2 separate regions of the Mus musculus genome follow, and region 2 is linked to region 1. Evidence: chromatin contacts called from public Hi-C data. All regions are on one chromosome and are shown on one strand. The core of a region is the stretch at or near the end of the contact, and the rest is flanking DNA. Distances in the headings are between cores, read along the strand shown. Region 1 has its middle 220 kb from the start of Adamtsl1. Region 2 overlaps Adamtsl1 (ADAMTS-like 1).

Evidence for each region. A called contact is a pair of places that touch in the nucleus more often than the background predicts.
Region 2: a Hi-C map of cerebellum shows a contact between it and region 1, with 2.4 times the contacts expected there. The contact joins two enhancer-like sites. A contact is called at or near these places in 7 of 484 Hi-C or Micro-C datasets (cerebellar granule neurons, cerebellum, myocytes and 2 more).

Annotation. Positions count from the first base shown.
Region 1 is chr4:85,836,590-85,839,184 of GRCm38.p6, forward strand. It overlaps a transcript of Adamtsl1 not described here. Among named protein-coding and RNA genes, the nearest start is that of Adamtsl1, 220 kb to the right of the region's middle. Within about 2 kb of position 1,317, at least 41 of the 459 cell types and tissues checked have an H3K27ac peak or open chromatin away from gene starts, as enhancers often do. A contact at or near this core is called in cerebellum, where this site is marked.
Region 2 is chr4:86,123,306-86,125,900 of GRCm38.p6, forward strand. The region is part of intron 3 of Adamtsl1 (ADAMTS-like 1); the gene reads left to right. Among named protein-coding and RNA genes, the nearest start is that of Adamtsl1, 71 kb to the left of the region's middle. Within about 2 kb of position 1,281, at least 16 of the 459 cell types and tissues checked have an H3K27ac peak or open chromatin away from gene starts, as enhancers often do. A contact at or near this core is called in cerebellum, where this site is marked.

The DNA of each region.
Region 1 (2,595 bases), core at 67-2,566:
TTGTTTTAAAAACATGAGGACCCTGTAGCCACACTGCCCACTACACATCCCTCCTTCCTCCAGTTCTCCATCTGGTATTCAAAGGTAATATAGGGTGATGTAGAACAACCCAGTCATCTGACTCATCTCTTCCCTATTGCCGCTTTTGACTTAACTGTGTGTCTGTCACAGAGGTTCCTGTTGCTTCAGAAATGTCCCGACTAGGTCTGGAAGCACCTAAGCTGCATGGTTTTGTCAATGAAATAAAATTCTCATGTGAGGTGTGAAGAGCGATGGGAAACGTCAAAGTTGCTTGATCATTATTGTTGCTACAAAGTTGGTCTCCTAAGGCCAAGACAGCAAAGGAGAGCTATTAACACACAATGTCCATCATTATGGTTGTTTTCTTGTCAGCTGGAGAATATATCATTTTTGACAAGTGCTTGGCATTTTTTTTAACTCATTCAAGGAGTTGGACATAATTTGTCTGAACTGCCTCCTCTGAAAACCTCAGAAGTTAGTTCTTGCCCTTGCTATAACACTGAGAAAACTGTGCCTGGCTGTTAGACCATCAAAGGCATCAGCCAACTCACAGTGAATAGTGATACCATTATGTATTGTGCAGCCTCCTTGGAAAAAGCTTTAATTCCACTTCAGCTTTCCAGCTAGCAGAGTTGGCATTGTGTAGACACCACCATAGATGCTAAAAGTGGCTGGTGGCCAACAAAAGCCCCCTGCTGTGTCTTCCACTCTCTGAAGTAGATTCCTTACTTTCAGGCAGTGTAAAGCAAGAATGCTTCATGTACCAAATCATTTGGCAGTCTTCAATGGCATGAAAAACAACTTGTTTGTATAGAAAAATATTTTCCAGAGCTAGAAGCCCATAAAGATTATTGCCTCTTTTTAGTACACAGAAATATTCCACAAACATGACTCTCTCAGCTTTCTGCACTATGGTACCCAGAGCAGAGATTGCTCTGCGATCATCCTTTAAAGGATGCCCTCCCTTGTGGCCAGCCCTTGGGCCATCTGTGCCTGGCTCCTCCTCCGTGGTGCCTGATACCCACTGCCCATCCTGCCACTGATCAGGCTTATGGTTGGCCATCCCAATGTACAGAGAAAGAAAATCTGCCTTGGCAAGGCTGCCCCTCCCTGCTGATGAAGGAGCCTTGGCATTGTTTTAGCTGCCAGTCTGCTTGCCTTCTTGTTGCCTTTGGAAACCTGCACTTTCTCTGTGGCTTTGTGGTCGTTTCCATCCGCCAGTGTGGTCCCTCACAGAGGCACTAGCGTGCCAGACCAGCCTATTTGAATTGGTGCCAGGCCACTTACTGGGGAGGTGAAGCCAAATCCCATATATTTAAAACTGCAGTGCTGTGCTTGTCCACCTAGCTCCTGTCTCCTGAAGTCATTAGTTGTGGTTTTACTTTACTGTTAAAACACTCTTCTTTTTTTCCTCTCTCTCAGCTCTGGCTATTTTCATCTATATATATTTAGCAAGTTGTATGTAGGTACAGATTCTGCAGTTCTACTTAAATCTCTCTTTCTCCTCCCCCCCCCCTTTTTCTTCTATTTGTGTCCTACGGAAAGAGAATGTGTTTCCTATTAAATGGGGGCGGTGGGGAAGAAGATAGGGAGACCCAATATTTGACTAGAATAGAAAGTGAGGGAGCAGTGGAATTCTGCCCTGTAACGTGGGAATGGAGAGGCGCCTGTTCATGTGGCCACAGGACAGATATCATCCCTGGTCTCAAATTTCCTCAGGAAAAACACAGACCTTTGGAAACTTGATACATCTCAGGCTGCAGTTTGCTTGGCATATGTTAATATCCTTCTAATATCCTGGGGATTCGTTGAGTTGTGTAGTATCTAAGACTGTAAAAAGGAAAGCATGATTGCACAATCTAAAGCAGATAAATAATATGATTTCTATTCCTCAGCTGAGTTGGGGAAGTTAAGTGATTTTCCTGAAATCCCTCGGGAAGTTCCAGACACATTTAGGAATATAACATGTGAATTCTAACCCACAGACCTTTCAACTACAGACAGTTCTCACTCTCTCTATTTACTCTAGAATTCCACACATGTGTCTCTCAAGTAAACATTTGCATCTGGAGAGCTGCGTATGTGTATGCCTGGGACAGGAGGATTCCAAAATTGTCAGAGGAGTTGGGTTAAACATCACCAAGGCCCATGATCAGCCATTTATCAGGATATGTCCACTTTAAATAGCCACAATCCCAAAAAGCATCTACGGTAGATCAGACTTCAGTCCTAATGGAACTCATTCTTACCCAAAGCAAAGCAAGAGCCAGTGTAGTTGGCACTCATATTGTACGTGCTTCATCTAGCATCCTATATAAAATCGAGAATGGAATACAGAATATGGAGAGCATTCCTTCACAGGGAGATGATGAAACAACTAGCCATTGAGGGGCAAATGTGACAACTACATAAAAGACGTGGTTTCGACATTTTTCTATCAGAACTTTACATCTGGCTTGCAAGGTACAGTTACAATAATTTGAGGATTTTAGAACTGCCTGAGATGAGAAAATCTCAATAAGGAAATCTTATCTAAGTAGTTATGATAGTTAATACCTATAATATCAACATTTG
Region 2 (2,595 bases), core at 31-2,530, 290 kb after region 1:
ATTTTTCCTCTAAATTGATCACACTTGATTTTTACTAAGGGACTGTAAAAGGAGTGTTGATGATGCTTGATGATGGTTTGGAGCAACATGAGCCGGCATTTCTAGACTATAGAGGTGGGTCTGCCTCTCACTCCCATGATGCTAGCAACAGGGAAATGAAAGAGCTTCTCCTGAAGGCCATGTTGCTTTCATATGAATGGACAGCTCATGTCAAGCATCTACTGTCAACCCCAGGGTTTGCTTCCTTCACTGTTGCCAGATTGGAATACCCTATGGTGAATGTTCAGATAGACCTGCAGCAAGGGTGCCTCTCACTAGTACCATGTTATCTGAAGGACTTTTGCAGACTGAAGTCTTTATCAGATAAGTTTTCAACTGATGAGTAGAAGTCAAGGATGAATCCATCATCATATAGACTTAAAATATATATCATATTGGGGGACGCAGATATGAGTCCCATCTGCTAGCAAGTTCCATAGTCTTACACAAAACAGCAGTAGCTTCTTACTTGATCATAACCAAAGAGTCCAGAAGCAAAGGTGATAGTTTCTCTGTGCCACGCCCCTCTTCCCTGAAGTGACAGATAAAACTGATCATATAAAAATTCATAGATGTAGAATACCAGCAGAAGAAATGAACCGAAACGAGAGTTTTCATATCTGTCATATGTCAGTCCTGGGATTTAATGGCTCATTTAGTTCTCACAACTTCTGAAAAATGGGTTGTGCCTCAGGTTTAGTGAGAGAAAAGTTGAAGCATTTAAAGAGAAACAGCTTAATGTGGCCCTGCCAGATTCATCAGTATCAAATCCTGTGCCCTATCCCTATAAAACAGGCAGGAGATAATCTAGGCTAACTTTTATTTAGCAAAGAACAAAACTGGAATAGAAGAGGCTTTTAAAGGCCAAGCATTTTTAAAAACAACATACACTTTTTTAAAGAAAAGAGATATTTGAGTTTATGGTAATTACAATCCCACCAGGTTAAAAGTATTTGAACTGCTGAGAACTTTAAATGTGCAAATTAAACACAGGAGGAAGAGCAAATCCAAGCACCCTAGCTGAATACACCCCCAGATGCTCACCACTGCTCTCACCCTGCCCCTGTTCCCTTTCCTGGGAGCCTCTCTGCCTGTCAAGAAGATATAAATGTGTAAGTCAGTCCTCTTCAGAATCGCCTTTCCCAACCCCCTGTTTCTGGATTCCATAGGCTGTGTGCTGGCCTCTGGTGAACCAAATAGCAGCTTGAAGCAGGGTCTTGACAGTGATTTAGAGAGAAATGACTACTGCTGTTCATCCCTTGGCAGAGCGCCCTTTGGAATGAAACCAAACAAGCTGCCATGCATAGGCTGCTAACTTGCAGATACTTGCTTGCTCTCAGCCTGGTTTCCATGAGCCGAAAAATGATAAGCAGCATCAAATCTTCTGATTAACACAAAAAGATGTTGAAGGTGAAATAATAGCAGCATTGGGGAGGGGCATCTCCCTGAGAGTGGGGCCATTGTTTACTTAATGAGCTCTTTTACACCATGTTGTGATTCTTTATTTATTTATTCTGGAAGTTAGCCTTCTGTGTGCTTTTTTTTTTTTGTTTTCATTTTAAATATCCTTTTTCTTTATGGAGGAAGTTATGACTTTTAAGAGAGGCTATCTTTGAGGTCCCATTACATTTTCCTTATAATCTTGCTGTAAGCTGTAGCCAATGTGGTGTTCAGAGAGTATATGGTTCAAGTTCCCAGTGAAGTTCGGGGTTTTGAGTGAAACATGGTCTTGTGAGAAGAAAGGGTGAAAGGCATTGATAACGTTTCTTTTCCTTTGACTCTTCACTGTGAATAGCCTTCAGAGCTCAGCCTCACTTACATCCCATATTTTTCCAGGCTCCTTTTCTCAAGCAGTATACTTAGTATGCAATTTTTTTTCTTACCCAAGCAGAAATTTTAAAATAATTTAGCAGTCTATTTTCAAAGTGTATCACTTAAGACCTTATCTTTTTCTTCCTTTAAATTAGCAGTTGAAGTGACGTTGTTTGGGTTACTATGGGTTTGAAAATACTTCACATAAACCTCTCAATCAATATAGGAGGACTGGGCCATCATGACTGCATAAACCCCAGATAGGCACTTTCTTGATGTGCAACACTGTTCTATCCACATCAGCTATGTAGTCACCTGCTTTAGTTATGAGCATCCGCATCTAAGGCTTCTGATGAGGCAGAGCTCTGTATCACACAGAACTCCGAAGAGTCTGCATCCTGATAGGCATTCTCAAAGGCCACTGAGCTTCCCCAAGACCTCTAGGGGAGAAAGTTCTCCATCTTGTGTATACATACTTTGTACAGTTCTAATGCTCAAGAGACATTTTTCTCAAAGACTTGATGCATACTTTCTTTCCTATTACTCTTAAATCAAATTCAATTGATGTGAATTTCAATTCAATAGATCTTATCAACTATGTGCAAGACATTGATTGCCCTGGAAGAAAATGAAAATACAAAAGGTTGTATAGGATTTTTTTTCCTCCTCTCAAATGTTTTGCAATTAGAGGAAGGATGAGAAGAAAGATAAAAAAAAAAAATTCTAGTAACCCAATGAGGAATA